Regions from separate parts of the Zea mays genome. Here region 1 is linked to region 2. The links are chromatin contacts, called in public Hi-C maps. All regions are on one chromosome and are shown on one strand. Each heading gives the region's core, a stretch centred on a gene start, on an enhancer-like site or on the middle of the called end of the contact. The rest is flanking DNA. Distances are from core to core; before and after follow the strand shown.

Evidence for each region. Hi-C and Micro-C count contacts between places; a contact is called where the count stands out from the background.
Region 1: a Hi-C map of tassel shows a contact between it and region 2, with 2.2 times the contacts expected there. The contact joins the promoter of LOC100193576 here to the promoter of LOC100502435 in region 2. A contact is called at or near these places in 3 of 25 Hi-C or Micro-C datasets (endosperm, leaf and tassel).

The regions. Positions count from the first base shown.
Region 1 is chr4:186,358,189-186,362,621 of Zm-B73-REFERENCE-NAM-5.0, reverse strand. It overlaps LOC100193576, which reads right to left and starts at 2,123. Exons shown (of 2, transcript NM_001138684.1): 1 at 1,808-2,123. The coding sequence starts at 1,940.
Region 2 is chr4:185,991,805-185,995,858 of Zm-B73-REFERENCE-NAM-5.0, reverse strand. It overlaps LOC100502435 (putative AP2/EREBP transcription factor superfamily protein), which reads left to right and starts at 2,131. Exons shown (of 1, transcript NM_001196913.1): 1 at 2,131-3,881. The coding sequence starts at 2,637. The coding sequence ends at 3,587.

The DNA.
Region 1 (4,433 bases), core at 874-3,373, 370 kb before region 2:
CTTCAAGTGGGAGAATCAGAGACCTCCCGCTACTAACATACGGAGTATTTGTTCAAAAAGACTGGCTTTCTCTAACCAAATCCAGTATAGATAAATCATTGGATTGTACAAGAGCAACTAATTATTTTTGAAGATATTTTAAAATGACTTATGCTGGCTTTCAAAAGATGCTCTGACTGTTCAAGTGAAACAGTATAAATCAATCTGCTGCTTAGTGCTTACACAATGTTTTCTCAGTACTTTCATGTGCCACAGAACTAGAGCCTAGTATGGCTTGCTGACAAATATGCTTAAAAGTGAGCTGACATCCAAATCATTTCTCTCCGCTATTATATTTAATACAGCCCAAGGTTAAATTCATAAACAGCACATATGTCCAAATGGTTTCACTTGAACACCAGACAGTTAAGAATTCAGAATGAATTGTTTGCCCTCATCTAATAGGACAAACAAATCACATCTAGGCCAAATTGTCAATCACAATGTTCATGGTGAAAGGTTGAGCTGTTGCACTTCTGCAGAGAAACTCATGTTACCTAACAGATGAATGTCAAAACCTTTCCACAGTGTTATAATAACTCCCTTTACAGATTAGAAGAGAGTAAGTAATCACTTAAAAGGTCCACAGTTATTAATATGGTCTTGTGCACTTTGCTTCTTTTATAGCAAACAAAAGAGGTGACCTTTGTTTCCATCAGTTCCACCTATGGTGTGTGATATATACTGTTTCCAAAGTTGTGCTCTTTCCCTCTTCTGCCACAAATTGGCAATTGACATTCACAGTTGAAGACTCCATACCACATAAAGTAAGAACGGAAAGTATCCACTAACTGCTAATATGGCACAGCCAGTTCTAGGATTCTGTATACACCAAAAAGAAAATAGAATATGGCATAGCCAGTTACAGGTTACTTCTTTTAAGCTAAAAAACCAATATGCAATCATAGGATACTAACGAAGCTAGCTAACTACTAGCTAGCTAAAAGTTAGCTCTTGTGCATCCAAACAGGAGAGCTAATAGTTGAGTTAAATTTTTAGCCAAATTTCCAACTAGCTGTTGATTAACTAGTTAGACAGTTTTTAGCCCAACAAGTAACTAGCCCTAGCTTAGACTGACTCCAGCGGGAGTCTGTAGAGCGTCCCCTAGAGAAGATTTCCTCCTCTATATGCTTCACCGGTGTCCTCTTCCATCCTCTCTATATATAGAGAGACTCTCATCTCTTCTCATCTATCTATTTAAGGGTATAATAAATAGGTACGTAAAAAATCTAGAATAAAATATGTCTTTAATGTGTGTATTTAATTTGTGGAGGATGAGATATAGAAGATGTTGGATAAGAATGAGATATAGAGGAGAGAATCTTTTAGTGAGTATGTTAAGGAGGGATAGTTGAAGCATCCAAACAGGCCCTAATCAGTGAATATGGCATAGCCACTAGAAGCATAATGCTGAAGCTAATACTAATTGAATAAGCATAGCCAGCTCTAGGACTAGGCTGAAAAAGAAAATTGAAGCATAGTTTCCCACTACTCAACTGTCCATGCATCCAGAAAACAAAAGCAAATCAAGGATACCACGAGCAGCCATTCGCCACAAGCAAAATAACATGAGGTAGGAGAAAGACTCGCACTCGTGAGACATGAGCACAAAGCGCAAAAGAAGCAATTAGCAATACATGATCCAAGAAACTCGTGACACGGGGAATACCCCTGCACCTAAATTACAAAAGCGTCCGTAGCTTGTCAGCAGATCGGGACGGCACAGGCGTGTACGCTACCAAATCAACAAGCCTCATCAGTGCCTCACCTTGCGGCCACCGAGCGAGGATGAACTCCTTGAGCGAGGAGACCGTGGTGGAGGGATCGTACTTCGTAGGCCCGATATCCGTGCCGTCGAAGAGACGAAACCTGACCTCGATCGGCTCCTTCCCGCTGGCCATATCCTCCCCGCCAGATCGCCGCCGAGGCGCCCACCGCACCTCCTCTTCCCAAGATCCACGAAGCCCCGGATCAAAGGCCCATAGGAGGCAGGAGCAGGGAAGCGGGAAGAAATCCACAGAAACACGCGCAAGCTGGGAATTTGACGACGAATTCTTGCTTCCGCGTGGGGTGAAAGCGAGGGGGCGACGACTCGGTGGGGGGATGAGAGCCAGGGAGGAGAGAGATACGCGGTAGTGGGCAGGCTTCCTCCTCTCGGTGTATTGACGGATACGCCCAAGCCGAAATTTTTAATTGCGGTTTTGGCATCGAGCCATTGGTGATGATGGAGCGTGAAAGCGAGTGGCGATGCCGAGGCCGAGGGCGAGGCAGAGCGAGGGATTCTATGCGCGGCGCGAGGCGGGCAGTCAGCAGCAGCAGGAGGAGGAGGAAACAGACCGCCGGCCGGGATTCGACGTCGGCGATGGCTTCTATCTCTGGCGTTTTGACCGCCCTGGGTCTCGTCGCCTTCTTCCCTGTTCTGTACTGCTGCCGTAGACCGTAGTCATGGCTTTTTGGCATCCTATGTGGAAACAGGCCGAACTTGTTTTCCATTTCAAAATAAACAGTCAAACAAACATGCACGACAATCCAATGACGCATTGCTCTGGGAGAAAGTTTCAGACCTGCATACTGCCGACTAGGTTTTATTTAAGACTGTATTTTATTCTCGTCTTATGCTGACTCAAGAAGATTAGTCTAGATACCTTGAAAATTGAAATGGTAAAAAAAAAAAGCAAATCGTTCTTGATCACACGACTGCAGACTGCTCCTTAATTTCAATCTTCAGAACCACCACACGCCCCCTGATCCGAACGCCTCAGGTCCCCTTGAGTAGCATGACGAGCACAGTGTATTTTTCCTGGCTGGCCGAAGGCCAATCATCCAATCGACATCTGCATTCCACTGGGGAATGGATTATCATTAGCTGGCCACTATTATTCCAGGCAACCAACGCATAGATAGAGTTACCGCCATTTGGTGATCACGCGGTGTACTTTCTCTTGCACACCAACCGGAACGGCTTAACATCCAGTTTTCCTGGCAATGATCTGCACGAAGTCACAGGCACATGCAAAAATAATAGTCCAAGGAACGCGGCACTCAAATGAATTTCCAGGCGAAAAAGAATCAGCAGTTTTGTAAAATAGAACGACTAAACAGCACACGGAGTATAATCCGGTCTAAAAAAAGAAGGATATTGTGAGGACAGCTAAGGCATGATAATTGTGCGGGACAAAAATGATTGGCAGACGACGTCCTCATGGACTGATGGTACTAAACCCAACACACATCGATACAATTTTTTTAAAAGAAAATTGGGTTTTCTATACAAGGGCTAAAAATTTTCAGCTGAATCGTTGACGCATTTGCTACCAAATATTCAGTGGTGGTGGTGGTGGACTGGTGGTGACGGTGACAGTTCAAGTTTTTCTTCGAGAAAAATTAAGCACATGCTGGAAGAACTGCAGAGTAATAGTGCGATGGCGCCAATTGCATTTCTCGGCTTCGATTATGCTGCCACCTGCAATTTACAGCAAATCAATCAACATAGGTATGTTTGGTTTTATTTTTATTTCGGAAGAGCTTTTCTGTTGGAAGAATCTGTTACGTACGGAGAAACATAAAAGAATCTACAAGGTTTAGAGTATAGAAAGTGACAGTTTCCACTATCATAACGACTCGACTGATCTGTGTTTACGTTGATTTTGGATAGTTTTGATTAAAGTGATTCAAAATCCTATATGTTAACAATCTGCAGCAGATTTTGATGACTAGAATCTGGAAAAAGCTGAAACAAACAGGACATATAAGCTTCCGATTTTTCCTGTTACACCAAAGGTTTTTTTTTAAGTGTTAGTAGAAAGGAGCTGTGTCGTGACTCGTGTTCGTGTAGTGGAGGTAGCTCTAGATTCCGTGCAACTACTGTTTTCGCCTCTGCAAGCAATGATAGATAGAGGGATGCAATGTGTGGCAAGCGAAGTAGCCTGAGGAATATTTCGAGGAAGCAAGATATCAAATATTCCAAGGCGCCTATTTCCAATTCTCCTCCTAAACTTATCTTCTTCTTTTTTCCCTCGGTTCATTAGTTCATCACTGTCAGAAATATTCAGACATCCTAATTGTTCGACGTGACAGCCTAGTTGATACAGCGTGCCATCATTTAATTGAAAAAAGAAGAAGCTGAAAGTTACAGGTAGGAGGTTACCGGAAGCAATGGATAAGCTACACTGGCCGGCTCGAACTGTTGTTTTGGAGGGAGCCTTACCGGCCTGACTACATGATTTGCAGGTAAGAACACCTGCTGGTTGATGTTAGTATACTAATACATGTGCGTCTGCATCACGACACCCTCTTTTGTTTCTGCCGTCACGGTACTATCATATTGCTCCTGTTCGATTTGCATATCGTGAGCTGTTATTTTATATATAAAAAAAATCGAAGTCGTACTATGG
Region 2 (4,054 bases), core at 882-3,381:
AACGGCGGAGCCCACTCGTGGATCCCCTTCCCTTGCCTGGACCAGAACCGCCGGCCGTACCGCGCTCGTGCTGCCCTTCTACAATCTATCTACGAGCCTTGTGTTCAAGAGTTCCTTCCGGTAGCGAGTTTCTGTCGTCGTCGGTATAGGTTGCAGAGCGCATCGGGCAGCAGGAGCAGTTCTCCGACACAAATTAAAATAATAAAAAAACGAGTCGAAAATGTCCGGATGTGCATCGGGCAAGGACGTTGCCATCGCGCCTCACCGGCGGCGCATCAATGTGACCAACACGCATTTGCGTTCCTGATGACCTGGTTATTGACCCGGTTGTTCAAGTGAAGCATTGTCCTCCGCAGCTCCGCTTGAAGCATCCTAGCACGATGTGCTGCATCTGAGGTCAAGTTTTTTTTTTTCTAGTGAAAAAAAGACGACTACCACGCTTGCACAGTTTGCACAGGAGCTGTCCACTGGTGGCGATGTCGGCTCTGCAGTCTGCACAGTTTGCACAGGAGCTGGAGCTCTCTGCTGTTCAGTGTGGTGCTATTTGGAGGAGCCGTTTTGCCAAACCATTTGTAAAATGTACGGGCTCCTGCAAAGAAGCTAATTCTTTAGAAAAGCCCGAACCGGAGCCATTTTTAGAGGAACTGGAGTCCTCCCAAACGGGCCCTTAATTAATACGTAGAACGGCTCCAACATCACCATCGGCATGGCATGGCATGGTGGAGCATCCAGAACCACACGTCGTTAGTGATGACCTGGTCCTCGGTCCACTTGCAAATCAATTGGATGGAGGGGAGCTACCACGCTTTGAATTTTTTCCCTCCACCCGGCCTTATTTTCTTGCTCTGTTGCTGTCCAACAATTGAATGGTTTTTTTGTTCCTCATGTGTGTGTGTGTGTTTTTTTCTCACAAAAAATAGTTTTGACGAAACAACCTTATCACGTGGCTACGTAGACTTCTGGAACAATGATTGACCAATATAAATAAAAAAAAACTCACCAATCGTACAGTTGCCGGTAGCAGGACCTACAATGGGCGATATATAATTGAAGAGGTACGATTCAAATTTGTCCTTTATTAAGGTCCAAATCAATGGTACCCACGACCTCTATCGGCTCTCCTGGATCCAGAACGTTCAAAACTCACCTTTGTTTCTGCTACACGAATTCAGAAGCGTCACCAGCTCCATCACACTTGTGCCCAACATAAATGGGAGAGCAAAACAAGATAGTTAAATAGTTCGCCAAGCCAAATTTTAACTACTTAACAGTAAAATAACTCTCACTAGTCACCTGGCTAGCAAAACGAGATAGATAATCTGTTGGAGAGAGATGCTACATATATAATGTAATCTTTATAAAAGGATAAATAAAGAGTAAAATAGAGTGCTAAAAATAAAGAGTCTCTTGAAGATGCCTTTTGAACTAGGTTCTGCCTTATAACTATTAAAATGGCTCTTTCAATCCTCAAACTATGCACTTTAGGCTTAGATTTATCCGCAAACCATCAAGCTGGATGTCAATTTAGTATTTTCACTTTGGTAGTTCATGCATAAACCTAAAACCGAAGTTTAAGGACTGAAACAGCAATTATCAAGGGACGAAATTGAGTCTCACACGATAAACGAGGGACCAAAATGACTATTTTGCAAATTTGAAATCTTATCAAACTCACATGTCACGTTTCCATGATTAAAAAAAAGAATGGATGTAGTGGAACGAAGTTCTTCCGCATCTAGCTCTTGGTGCAATCCAAAAGGCAAATTCCAGAGGACAAAGGGCGCCACCATTGGCAAGTCAATCCAGCCCACTACGCTCCCGATCACACGAGACAAGGCGCACACGTGGCGGATAAGGACTGGCTGCGACTTGGCATTCGCGCGGGAAGGATGACGCCATGGACACGAGACGAGAGCAACAGGCCTGCTTCCAAATTGCATTTAATATATTTTTTCGAGCATCATTGTTTAGTTGATTAATCGAATCATTTTGTGCTAATCCACCCAGCAGAAGAAATCGCAAACAACGGCGAGGAAGAGATGCCCGCTTGGCTTCGCGTGCACGGCCTCAAGCCTGGCAGTGGCACTATATAAAGGCCTGGCCGAGAGACCTTTCTTCCCCAGAGAGGCGCCTCAACTCAACCCCACCCCCCCACAAGAACAACAAGCCACATCCCATCCCAACTCCACGGTGAGGTTTGAGCGATCCGAGCAAAAAAAATCAACCGAGGCGCAGCAACGCAGGTTCGTTCTCTGAACTCTCTGGTTCTTTTAGCAGCAGGGACGCGCAGCACAAGAAAGGTCCGGTTCAAGAGGCTCTTCTTTTGGGTTTATTAGAATCCTCAAAGGAAGCGTGTTCTTGGGTTAGGATTTTTTTTTCTCACCTCATCACACCTCTCCTAGGAGGAGCAGAGATCCAGAGAACCTTTTTTCTCTTCTGGATTCTCACCGCTTCTTTTTTTTTTCTCTGCACAAACACACCCTCGTTTCTCTACTTTTATTGAGGAACAGGGCTGATTTCCAAACTTTTTCCTACCCCTGTTTTCATAAACAAGCTCCTTTTATTTCTTCCCGTTTTAAGTTCTGCCCAGCCTCTTCTTCTAGCTCCATCCAAGCTTTCTCCATCTAGTAGTTCCAATGGCCGCAGCCATAGACATGTACAAGTACTGCAATACCAGCGCACACCTTATCGCCTCCTCGTCCCCCTCGGATCAGGAGCTCGCGAAAGCACTCGAGCCTTTTATAACGAGTGCTTCCTCCCCCTACCATCGCTACTCGTTGGCCCCAGATTCTTACATGCCTACACCCTCCTCCTACACCACCTCGCCTCTTCCCACCCCCACCTCCTCGCCTTTCTCGCAGCTTCCGCCACTCTACTCGTCGCCTTACGCGGCTTCGACGGCGTCGGGCGTGGCTGGGCCGATGGGCCTGAACCAGCTCGGCCCGGCCCAGATCCAGCAGATCCAGGCCCAGCTCATGTTCCAGCACCAGCAGCAGAGGGGCCTGCACGCGGCGTTCCTGGGCCCGCGGGCGCAGCCGATGAAGCAGTCCGGGTCGCCGCCGGCGCAGTCGAAGCTGTACCGCGGCGTGCGCCAGCGCCACTGGGGCAAGTGGGTGGCGGAGATCCGCCTCCCCAAGAACCGCACGCGGCTGTGGCTCGGCACCTTCGACACCGCCGAGGGCGCGGCGCTGGCCTACGACGAGGCGGCCTTCCGCCTCCGCGGCGACACGGCGCGCCTCAACTTCCCGTCCCTCCGCCGCGGCGGCGGCGCGCGCCTCGCCGGCCCGCTCCACGCCTCCGTGGACGCCAAGCTCACCGCCATCTGCCAGTCCCTGGCGGGGTCCAAGAACAGCTCGTCCAGCGACGAGTCGGCCGCGTCCCTGCCGGACTCCCCCAAGTGCTCAGCGTCGACGGAGGGGGATGAGGACTCGGCCTCCGCCGGCTCCCCTCCTTCCCCGACGCAGGCGCCGCCCGTGCCGGAGATGGCGAAGCTGGACTTCACCGAGGCGCCGTGGGACGAAACGGAGGCCTTCCACCTGCGCAAGTACCCGTCCTGGGAGATCGACTGGGATTCCATCCTCTCATGAACGATCAACTACAACTAGTATTTTAGTAGTAGCAGCAGCAGCAGCAGCAAGGTTCAGTCAGTGATAGCTCTGTGTAATTTTCGATTTGGGGTTTGCAGCTGCGGTGGATCGATGGCATTTTAGACATCGGCCATGGCGGCTGTGTTGTGATGCAGAAGTAAACGTACGTGCTAATCTCCTGGTTGAGCTGCCGGTTGTTTTTTCTCACGGCACGGCCAGTCGAGAAAGTCAGTGTAATCCCCTGTTATGATCTCCTCTGTTGCAACTTAATTAATTCTTCTGGCGTATGTATGTAACCATGTGTGTTCATCTTGAACGTATCGTGATGCTGTGCGTCTTTCTTGGTCTCACGTCGCATCTATGGTGTGCGCACTTGTGACTTGTGATCTAATAGCTGTTGAGCTGTGCCTTTTGGCTCCTGATTTTGTTTTCTGCTCTAGCTGTAAAGCAAAATCATGCTGCCAGCC